Regions from separate parts of the Sus scrofa genome. Here region 2 is linked to region 1. Evidence: chromatin contacts called from public HiChIP or PLAC-seq data. All regions are on one chromosome and are shown on one strand. Each heading gives the region's core, a stretch centred on a gene start, on an enhancer-like site or on the middle of the called end of the contact. The rest is flanking DNA. Distances are from core to core; before and after follow the strand shown.

Region 1 (5,022 bases), core at 1,349-3,848:
CTTACTCCCTTTTTTAAGTTTACCTGGGAAGTTCCTGTCGTGGCTCAAGAATAATGAACCCGACTAGTATCCATGAGTACACGATTCAATCACTGGCCTCGCACTCAACAGGTTAAGGATCTGGTGTTGCCGTGAGCTGTGGTGTAGGTCACAGAAGGGGCTCAGAACCCTCATTGCTGTGGCTGTGGTGTAGGCTGGCAGTTGCAGCTCTGATTTGATCCCAAGCCTGAGAACTTCCATATGCCGAGGGTGTATCCCTAAAAGGACAAAAATAACAAGTTTATCTGTCCATGTGTTACTTTCATAAGTTTTTAATTAGTCTTTTAAAAGATAGCTATTTGAGAAACACAGGCACAGTAAGAGGAGCTCCATGGAGAGAATCATTCTGTGGGTTACAAATAAGCCTTTATATGAACAACAGACACATGCCTTTAACTAATGAAAGCCTAGATATAATTGTACAGTCATCTGTTTAGAGCTTCAATACTTAACAACTTTGAATTGGTGATAGAAGAATATTTTTTAAGTGAAAGACAAAGGGATACTGAGAGAAAAAATGAGCAAAGACAGAAGTAGAGTTTTCACTGGTGATTTCCCACTTGAAAACTTCGTATAACCAGGCTTTCCAAAAGGTTCCTTAGTTCCTCCTAAGCCCCATCCATTTTCTAGTCCTCATCTCTGTACAGCTGTGGCTGAAACAAGCGAAAAATTGTTCTTTGCTCTATTTACTTGTTTCTAGCCTTGTTTCAAGAAGGCATAGAGGCACGTATTTTCTGTGTTCTCACCGTGAAGGGCTTATCTCTTTCCCTCTCGGGAAAGATGGGTCCGCAAGATCCCTGAGGGGAGGCCACTGGCATCCTGCCAGGTCTGCAGGGGCAGCTTGAGCAGGCTTAAGCAGACAGAAAGCCCAGGTAGCTAAAGTGCTGGGAGGATCCCTGAGCATCTGGGAGAAGTCTTTGACCACCTGCTAAATGAAACTGTCCCCAGGTAACCTCCCCTGGAGGAAGGTGCTTCCCTGGGGCACTCTGCAGTGTCAGAGACTTTCAGTCTGGGTTCATTTAATGCAAATTGAAGTTAACATGCAATTTAACTAAGTAGATCTTATCTCATTCTTACCACTTTTTTAGTAAAGGTCTGGAGATAGCTCAGACTTTGTCAGAGTTGCTCATATTTTTTAAGTTCTTAAAAGTTACTGATGAGCTCAAAGAGCCTTCCTTTCCTGTATAGTGTAATAAATAAGAATGTACACCTTTTTAATCTGTAAATATTCCTTATATCTTGTTTATTGGCTCTGTATTTTACAGTTCCTGATAACCTCCAGAACACTCTCTCAAACATATAATTATGAGCTAACAAATCAAGATTCTGGGTGGGGAAAATACTTCCTATCTCACCCATGTCTGGAATGTGTATTTGGGGAAGAGGGTAGCAGGAGAGGAATAGGCACAGGGCTTTGAGGAATGGGTGTGAGCATGCAGACTTGGTTCTTAAGCCCCAAATGTCTGATTTCAGGGAATAGACCTTTAAATTGTTTTAAGTTTTCCTTTAAGTGGCTAAACAGGTTTTCCCCGTTAGAATAAGTTCATAGTTCATATTTCCATGAGATAGAGCTGTTGGCCTTATTGTTGTACTTTGGTGGTTTTCCTGGAGCAGCGGTCAGCAAGCTGCAGGCCACTTTAGCCTGCTGTTTTTGTAAATAAAGTTTTATTGGGACACAGCTATGTTCATTCATTACATGTTATTTGTGGCTGCTTTTGTGTGGCCAGGGCACAGCTAAACAGCTGCTATTGAGACCATATGGGCCCCAAGACCTTTGTAGCCTTTTACAGGAAAAATTATCAGCCTCCCGACCTAGATGAATAGTACTTTGAACAGTCCTGATAGCTGATGAAAGCCTTCAACTAATGATGTGCAGCCTTCTTTAAGATTTGGCATCTGTAAATCACTAAAAATCTGCTCTTTGAAATATAGCTGATTGACATGGGATGAGGCTTAGCAAACAGAAAAGATGGTGTGAGTTTGTTTTTAGCTCACCCGCTTAAGTGTGTAAAGCAGCTAATGCAAGTGTGGATTTTTTTTAAATGAACATGTCCTTATTTTCTTTACCAAATTCTAAAAGTAAGGCGCATTTTAATATTTGTGGAGGTTGATGTTAAGAACACAGAGGTTAACCCTTAACAGTTAGAGTTCGTGCTTCTGTCATGGATTTTCTTTCTTTTTGTTACAATTGAACACTTGAGGCTGCATAAACCTTAGATCATTACGTATTGGCAAGCCAGATATAGAGAGTTTGTATTCCTGGAATCCCTAAAGCAGTAGAATAAGAGGTTTTACTACAGAAGGAACTTATCTTTAGAACCTTTTAGTTGCAAATGTTTAGAAGCATGTTCTGTTTGGAGATTTGTTAGTCTTAAGAGATTTGACTTAACAAGCTGCATCCTGTCAGTAAAGTTGGGTAATTTCCATTGTTGGCCCATTCTGGGAATGGAGAGACAAAACACACCTGCTCTGCATGACTTAAAGCAAATATAAGGAAGTTAGCATGAAATCTGGATGAGAGAGATATGATTCATTCTGTAAGAATGGCCAGCTGGCAAGATTTCTTCCTGAGTTTGAGGACTGGAGCAAAGCTGTAGCCGTGAGTTACTAGCAACCTCATGCGAAGTCAAGTAACTTCTTATCAATAATTAGAAACTGATTTTCATTGCTTTGAAAAAGCAAAGGCAGACTGAGGCTTTGTCCAAAGTAATTCCAGCACCTTTGGCACATTTCCTATCCTCCATTGTTCTCTCCCGCTTGTTTTTTTTTTTTTTTTTTTTTCCACTTGCCCCTTGATGCGTTTCTTGAGATAGGGCTCCGGGCCAGTGAGGGATAGTCTCCCTCTTGGCACATTACAGGACAGGCAGCACACTGGGCGCACTCAGCACCCGAAGCGGGTGGGCTTGCCTAGCTGGTGTGTCGGTTATCTGATAGTCACTGGGGAAACCATTTTCCAATTCAAGGTGAATGTCGCCCTTGGTATGGAGTACCTGCTTTCCAGATCCGCGAGGAACTCTGTACCTTCTAACAGCAATTGCCTTTTCCCTCTCCGTTCCATGATGCCCCAGCCAACTTGCGACACAGTTTCAGGTTTTGAGAGCCCGGGGCACTTACCATGTGTGACGCTGAACGTGTCTTTCTTACAGATGTCCAAGCTGTTGCTTATGAGGAACCCAAACACTGGTGCTCTATTGTCTACTATGAGCTCAATAACCGTGTGGGCGAGGCGTTCCATGCCTCCTCCACGAGCGTGTTGGTGGATGGTTTCACCGATCCTTCCAACAACAAGAACCGTTTCTGCCTTGGGCTGCTCTCCAACGTCAACCGGAATTCCACTATTGAAAACACGAGGCGGCATATCGGGAAAGGTGAATTTTCCCTGTAACCTCTCTCAAATGTTTGTCTGTCGTATATGTCCCTGTTCCTCCAGAGCTGACCAGCCATCCCTGAGGCGAACCCCAGATAATATACAGTTGCTACAGTTTGTACATATTTTTTCAATTTGTATCATTAGCAAGTTTTTCATTTTCCAACCAGCGATTTCTGTGGTCCAGCAACTCGTACTCATTACTTAATTAGCTGAATGAGTGATTTGCTCATGGGGACAGTATTCTATGATATGCTTTGCTGCAGAGTGAAATAAATGTTAAAAAATTATTTACAACCTATAGCTGAAAGCAAATTAAATAAACCTGATGTATTTCAAATGAATACAATAACTCACTGGGGAAAAAAAAAAGAACTAATCCAGAATAACTTATGAATGTAATGTTTGGCTGTATATCCTCCATCTGGGCCAGGTAAGGTAGGGTGATTGCAAACAAATCCTAAACTTTTTTTAGTAGACTTGCTTACATAGTGGCGGTGTGCATGAAACAGTTGCGAAACTTTAAGATGTATTAGAAGATTAAGCAGATGACTAAATGTGAGAATGTTATGGGGAACCTGGGTTTTCACTGTGGAATGAAAGACTTACAAGTGTGGAGGAGGGTAAAAAACAAAACAAAAAAAACACTGGAGGTATCAGTATGAAATCATGAAATCATAAACAGTAATATGTTTATGTATGTGTACACGTGTGTTTATGTTCTCCTGTACGTGTGTGTGCATGTGTATGTAGATGTGTCTTTCCACGCATGTAGTTTCTGCTGAAAGGGCCAAGAGGCAAAGACCCCAGTAGTAATAAGCCCATAAGTGCCCAGACCATCATCTCCTCACGCCATGTCCACTAAGAGGAACCAGGGCTTTTGGAGAAAGGGCTGACTCCAAGGCTCCAAGGACAGGTGGGCACAAGATGAGCCTGGAATGTTTTATTACACCTGAAAGCAAAGAAATACTGATGCTTATGTATGTGTCTCAGGAGCCAACTTGGAGGGGCCTCCACTGGCCCATTCTGGGACAATTTGAGCACCAAAGATTTAAATCCAGTAATGGGTTTTAAACCCCTGGAAAACAATAGTAAGTCATAAGTCCATGCCAATAATAGATAAATGAATGGGGAAGGCTGACGGGTAAATATAGAGTGGGTGGCAGAGTTGCAAAGTCCCCATTTTGCAGCCGTCAGGCAAGAATCGTCAATGGATGCTAAATATGAAGAGAATTTTGTATGAGAATCAGGATATTTGCCTGGTTTTTAAGCATCTCCTCACAGACTGCCTGGTACTAGGGGGAGTAAAAAATCATTAACTACATAGTGAAGAAACTGGACAATATCTTGACTGGGAGATGAAAGTTATCATCACCAGTGAGAGGCAGATGAATGTCACGTACCCCCGGCTGTGGTACCCTGAGGAGGAAGTAACCTCACCTACGTGGGACTCCAGCTGAGAAAGCAGATCTGAATCTAATCACAGGGTAACTTCAGACAAACCCCAGATGAGGAATATTCTCTTTAAAAGGGTGAGGAGGGCCTGTATTCTTCCAAAATGTCCACGTCAAATGGTATGAGAATTGTCCAAATTAAAAGAGGCTAACAAGACATGA
Region 2 (5,022 bases), core at 1,178-3,677, 240 kb before region 1:
TAAACATATAAGAAGCTTTATAATTGGCCAAGTATTTCCCCAGGCACCAAACTTCTTTCCTGAGATGACACTTAGGTGCCTAAAAAAAGACAGGTAGCTCAAGAGAGCATGGAGGAACGTGAGTAGAAAGTGCTGGGTGCCCAACTAAAGACGGCTACCTACTGAATGAGCAGAAATATCTGGAAATCACATATATGATAATATCCAAACTATATAAAGAACCCACAGGATGCAATTGCAAAACAAATGAACAATCCAATTAAAACATGGGCAGAGGATCCAGATAGAGCTTTTTCCAAAGAAGACATACAGATGACTAGCAGGTACAGAAAAAGATGCTCCGTATCACTTATCATCAGGGAAATGCAAATCAAAACCACAGTGCAATATACCTGCACACCTGTTAGATGGCTATTATCCAAATTAAAAGAGGTAACAAATGTTGCCAAGGATTGGAGAAAAGGGAGTCCTTGTGCACTGCTGGGGGGAATGTAAATTGGTGCAGCCACTATGGAAAACAGTATGGAGTTTCCTCAAAATACTAAAAAGAGAGTTACCTTCCACTTCTGGGTATTCGTCCAAAGAAAATGAAGACATTAATGCAAAAAGATATATGCACCCCCATGTTCATAGCAGCATTATTTATAATAGACAAACATGGAAATATCCTAAGTGTTCATTGATAGACAAATGGATAAAGAAATGTGGTGTGTGTATTTATACATTCCACACAATGGAATATGATTCAGCCATAAAGAGAATGAAATCTTGCCATTTGTGACAGCAGATAAGCCTGGAGGCATAATGTTGAGTGACAGAAGTCAGACAGAGGAAGACCAATAGTGTATGATCTCACTTATACACAAAATCTAAAATGACAACCGCAAAACACCAAGTTCATAGACACAGCAAACTGGTTGGGGGTTGCCAGAGGTGGGGTGGGGGGGTGAATGAAAGGGTGAAGGGGGTCAAAAGGTACAATTTTCCAGTTATAAAATAAGTCGTGGGGATGTAATGCCTGATCACTAGAGTTAATAATACTGTCTTGCCTATTTGAAGGTTGCTAAGAGAATAGATCTTGAAAGTTCTCATCACAAGAAAGAAAAAAAATCTGCAACTATGTACGGTGACAGATGTTAATTAGACTCACTGTGATGATCATTTTGCAACATATGCAAATATCCAATCATTAACTTGTACACCAGAAACTAATGTGTTGTGTGTCGATTACACTTCAACAAAAAATAATTTTAGAAAAGAAATTTTAAAAAAGAAAAAACTGAAAAAAAAGAAAAATCTTCATCAAGTGATTTGCTATTAGATGTTTCACTTTCCCTTGTAATCATGTTCTATAAAGATAAATAAGGCACAGTAAAAACAAGGTCAGAAGTTCCTGTTATGGCTCAGCGGAAACGAATCGGACTAGAATCCATGAGGATGAGGGTTTGGTCCCTGGCCTTGCTCAGTGGGTTAAGGATCTGGTGTTGCTGTGGCTACGGTGTAGGACGGCAGCTGCAGCTCTGCCCCTAGCCTGGGAACTTCCATATGCCACAGGTGCAGCCCTAAAAAGCAAAAAATGAAAAAATAAAAACAGGATCAGTTTAGGCCCTTGGCAGAAGTGAAAGCCTTTTCATGAAATTTAGTAAAATTGCTTGCTGCTGAGTTGTTACTGTATTTAAAGGGAGGCTGAAACAAATTTCAGTAACAAGTTAAGGTTCTTAATTGATAAATGTGTTTTCTAAAAATAGTTTCTCACTTAAAGATTGCTTTTGTCTTTTATAAAACATGTACACGAATAAGTGTATGTGTGTTATACATATGTTTATGTGCATATGTTGTATATGTATATGTATGCATATATACATATTGCCCCTTTTTACTGTTTATCTATAAATTAATCTCACCCTGAACTTGGACTTGTGGTTAGACAGGTAGCGCCAAACCAGTCATTCAAATGAAAAAAGAGATGATCTCATGAGTATTACTTTAAAAGTTTACTCCATTATTCAGAAGTCTTCATGTTTCTAGAAACAGCAGTCTCTGCCTCCCAAACATGCGGCTGAGGAAAACGAGCTGACTGCCCCGGCAAAGGTGTGAGGCAAGGATACCCCCTCTGGGAGTCAAGATCCGACAGTCACACCCCAAAAAGTCATGATGCTTGAATCCGAGACAGAGACTATCCCAAAGTCTAAGTCTCCAAATATTAATTATCAGGTACAGGTTAAGTTGGAGTAGGATTTACCCCATGATCCATTTTCTGTAGATCTAAGAAAGCAAGGACCTGAGTTAGCTTACAACCAACACAGCAGCATATTTTCCTTGTTAGCTGCAGGGGAGAATAATGTACAGGAAAAGGTGATGTAATGATTGTCTCACTTTCATTATTCTCTCCCAAATGAATAGCCTTCCACACCAAGGATGAGCTCACTCACTATTAGTGGAATAACATCTGGTGAGCAAGGGCCCCCAGCCGAACAAGCTGTTGGTTTGGGACTATATTTAACCAACAGAAATCCAACCATTGTTGCATGTATCACATATGCAGTCCAGTTATATTGTGAAAAAAATCATGAAGGGGTAAGAAAATACTCCTCAAAGTATTTTAACATACGAGATTTTTCCTTGTGAAGCAAGGCATTAACCTGTTCCAAAAGAGACCCTAGGCTATTATTAGAGTGGAAGAGCTTAGACATGTGACAGATGCCTTGTCTCTTTGGCTGAGGCTCGGATGCTTGCCATAGCTCCCTAAGTTTAAATTTCAAATCACGGATAGGAATCTCTCTCCTTCAATTTCCCTTCCCATTCTTAATTTCCAGGCAGGCCTGCCACACTGACGATGGTGAATTTTGCAGTGTAATTTATCTAATAGATTTACTGTAAATGATGAATCACCCCAGTATTTAAATCTAATGAGTAATGCTGTAAGTCAATTTGGTTTTTAAAAATGCAACATAGCGAAGGTCATCAGTTAAATGTGCTAATACAGAGTTAGGTGGTTGTTTAGGACACAGGCACAGTTGGTCCTTATGGTTAGGAAGCTGGAATACTCTGGAATCTGCTGTGTGCCAAAGCCTTTAGAGGAGATGGCTCACTTAAAGTCATGACATTTGGAAAAAGAGATAAGAATTTCATTCCATCAGGATTTAGAAAAGTCCCTCAAGCTTAAGTATCTCTCACTGTTTACCCCATATGATGTAGTAACACTTGATTGTGAAGATGCTAACAAGCTGTTACTATTTGTATTTAAAAGACGAATTATGAAAATAGTGTCTCTTTACTGAAGAAAATAGGAGATATGCAGAGAAGCAAAACGAAAATATAGTTCATTCTGACTGCAAGCACCCAGCCCTTTTTGTGTAGGTTAGTCTTTTTTGTTTGAGTGTATATAAGCATTTTCTCATGTTATTACCTATTCTATAATTTCAGTCTAAATGGCCATGTAATATTACATCATATGGCTGTACCATAATTTATCCAACCAATTCCCTATAGACCAGTTAATTCCTTGTTAATATAAAGAAGACTGGGATAAAGATCCATGCAGCTAATTTGTGCACGTAGAGGTGATTATTTCCTCAGGAGACATTTGCAAAAATACAATTGCTGAGTCAAAGTTGAAGGGCTTTGATTCCTCTTGTGAATACCTTTCTGAGGGAATAAGAGATTTGTTTCCTTCTCTATACAGGATACCCCCAAGATTAAAGATGTTGCCCCAGTCTCTCTACTTTAGTCGACCTCTGGTTCCTCATGTACAAAGCAACAGGGCTGAACAACGGGAAAGCAACGATGCTTATCCTGCCAAAGGACATACATCTATTTCCTCATTTAATATGCATGATAAACCTGTGAGAGAGGCCCAGGGACGTGAAGTCCAGACAGTTTGTAATTAGAGGAGTCAGAACTTGAACCTGAATTTAATGTCTCAGAATCCCATGCTCTAAACAATCAAGCTACACAGTTTCTTCCAGATCTATCACTCATCTACTCATGTTTTCATTAATTCAATATACTGTGGGAGAGCTACTGATCTAGGTATAGGAGATACAGTGATGAGCTGAAGAACTGGACCTCAGAGACTTTCTAGTGGGGAGACAGCAACTTATAAGATCAAGGAGTAATAAGTTCTATAAAGAAAGATAAAGCATTGTGATGATCATTGTACACCTATAAATGTAATCAATTCATTGAATAATATATAAAAAAAATAAACCAAACTCACTTTACTTTCAAAAAAAAAAAGAAAGAAAGAAAGATAAAGCAAGGGAGACTGATTAAGGATGACAAAGAGCCTATTTTATTTTTATTTTTTGGCAGCACTCAAGGCATGTGGATGTTTCCAGGCCAGGGATCACATCCATACCACAGCAGCAACCCAAGCTGCAGCAGTGACAACACTGGGTCCTTAACCTGCTCCACCTCAAGAGCATTCCAGAAACCTGTTTCAGATAAGGTGGTCAGAGAAAGCCTTTCCGAGGGATGAAGGAATGACGTTCAGCTATCGTGGGAGGATATGCAGAGCAAACTGCAAGCCCAGAAGCAGCAGTACCAAGGCTCCGAGACTAGAGCGTGCCTAGTATGTTTGTGGGAACCGTACAGAGGTCCTTGGGGCTGGAGGACAGTGAGGCGCAAGGGAGATTTGGGGGTGTGGGCGGGGTTAGAGATTAGAGACATAGTTGAGCTTGCAAGGCTGGGGGAGTTGGTTGACATTGCCTCCAGGATTCTGAGTAGGAGAGATGGCTACGTGTTATTCTTTTTTCTTTTTTTGGCTGCACCTGTAGCATGCAGAAGTTCCCTAAGCCAGGGATTGAACACAGCACAGCAGCAATCCAAGCTGCTGCAGTGACAATACCAGATCCTTAATCCACTGAGCCATCAGGGAACTCCTAATTCTTCTATTCTTGACTTGCTTTAGGTAGCTGGAAGCTAGCCCACAGCATTAAAACTCTAACCTTCTGGGAGTTCCCACTGTGCTGCAGCAGTTAAGGATCCAGCCTTGTCTCTGTGCCAGAACAGGTTCAATCC

The links. HiChIP or PLAC-seq counts read pairs in DNA pulled down with a chosen protein or histone mark.
Region 2: a contact with region 1 is called in an H3K27ac HiChIP or PLAC-seq map of skeletal muscle. The contact joins two enhancer-like sites. A contact is called at or near these places in 1 of 47 Hi-C or Micro-C datasets (embryonic fibroblasts) and 1 of 2 datasets of contacts at active chromatin or transcription factors (skeletal muscle).

What each region holds. Positions count from the first base shown.
Region 1 is chr8:82,918,062-82,923,083 of Sscrofa11.1, reverse strand. It overlaps SMAD1 (SMAD family member 1), which reads left to right. Exons shown (of 7, transcript NM_213965.1): 5 at 3,186-3,407. The region is part of intron 6 of LOC102165892 (a long non-coding RNA gene); the gene reads right to left. Among named protein-coding and RNA genes, the nearest start is that of SMAD1, 67 kb to the left of the region's middle. Within about 2 kb of position 2,598, at least 17 of the 83 cell types and tissues checked have an H3K27ac peak or open chromatin away from gene starts, as enhancers often do. A contact at or near this core is called in skeletal muscle, where this site is marked.
Region 2 is chr8:83,153,401-83,158,422 of Sscrofa11.1, reverse strand. No RefSeq gene overlaps it. Among named protein-coding and RNA genes, the nearest start is that of OTUD4, 85 kb to the left of the region's middle. Within about 2 kb of position 2,427, at least 5 of the 83 cell types and tissues checked have an H3K27ac peak or open chromatin away from gene starts, as enhancers often do. A contact at or near this core is called in skeletal muscle, where this site is marked.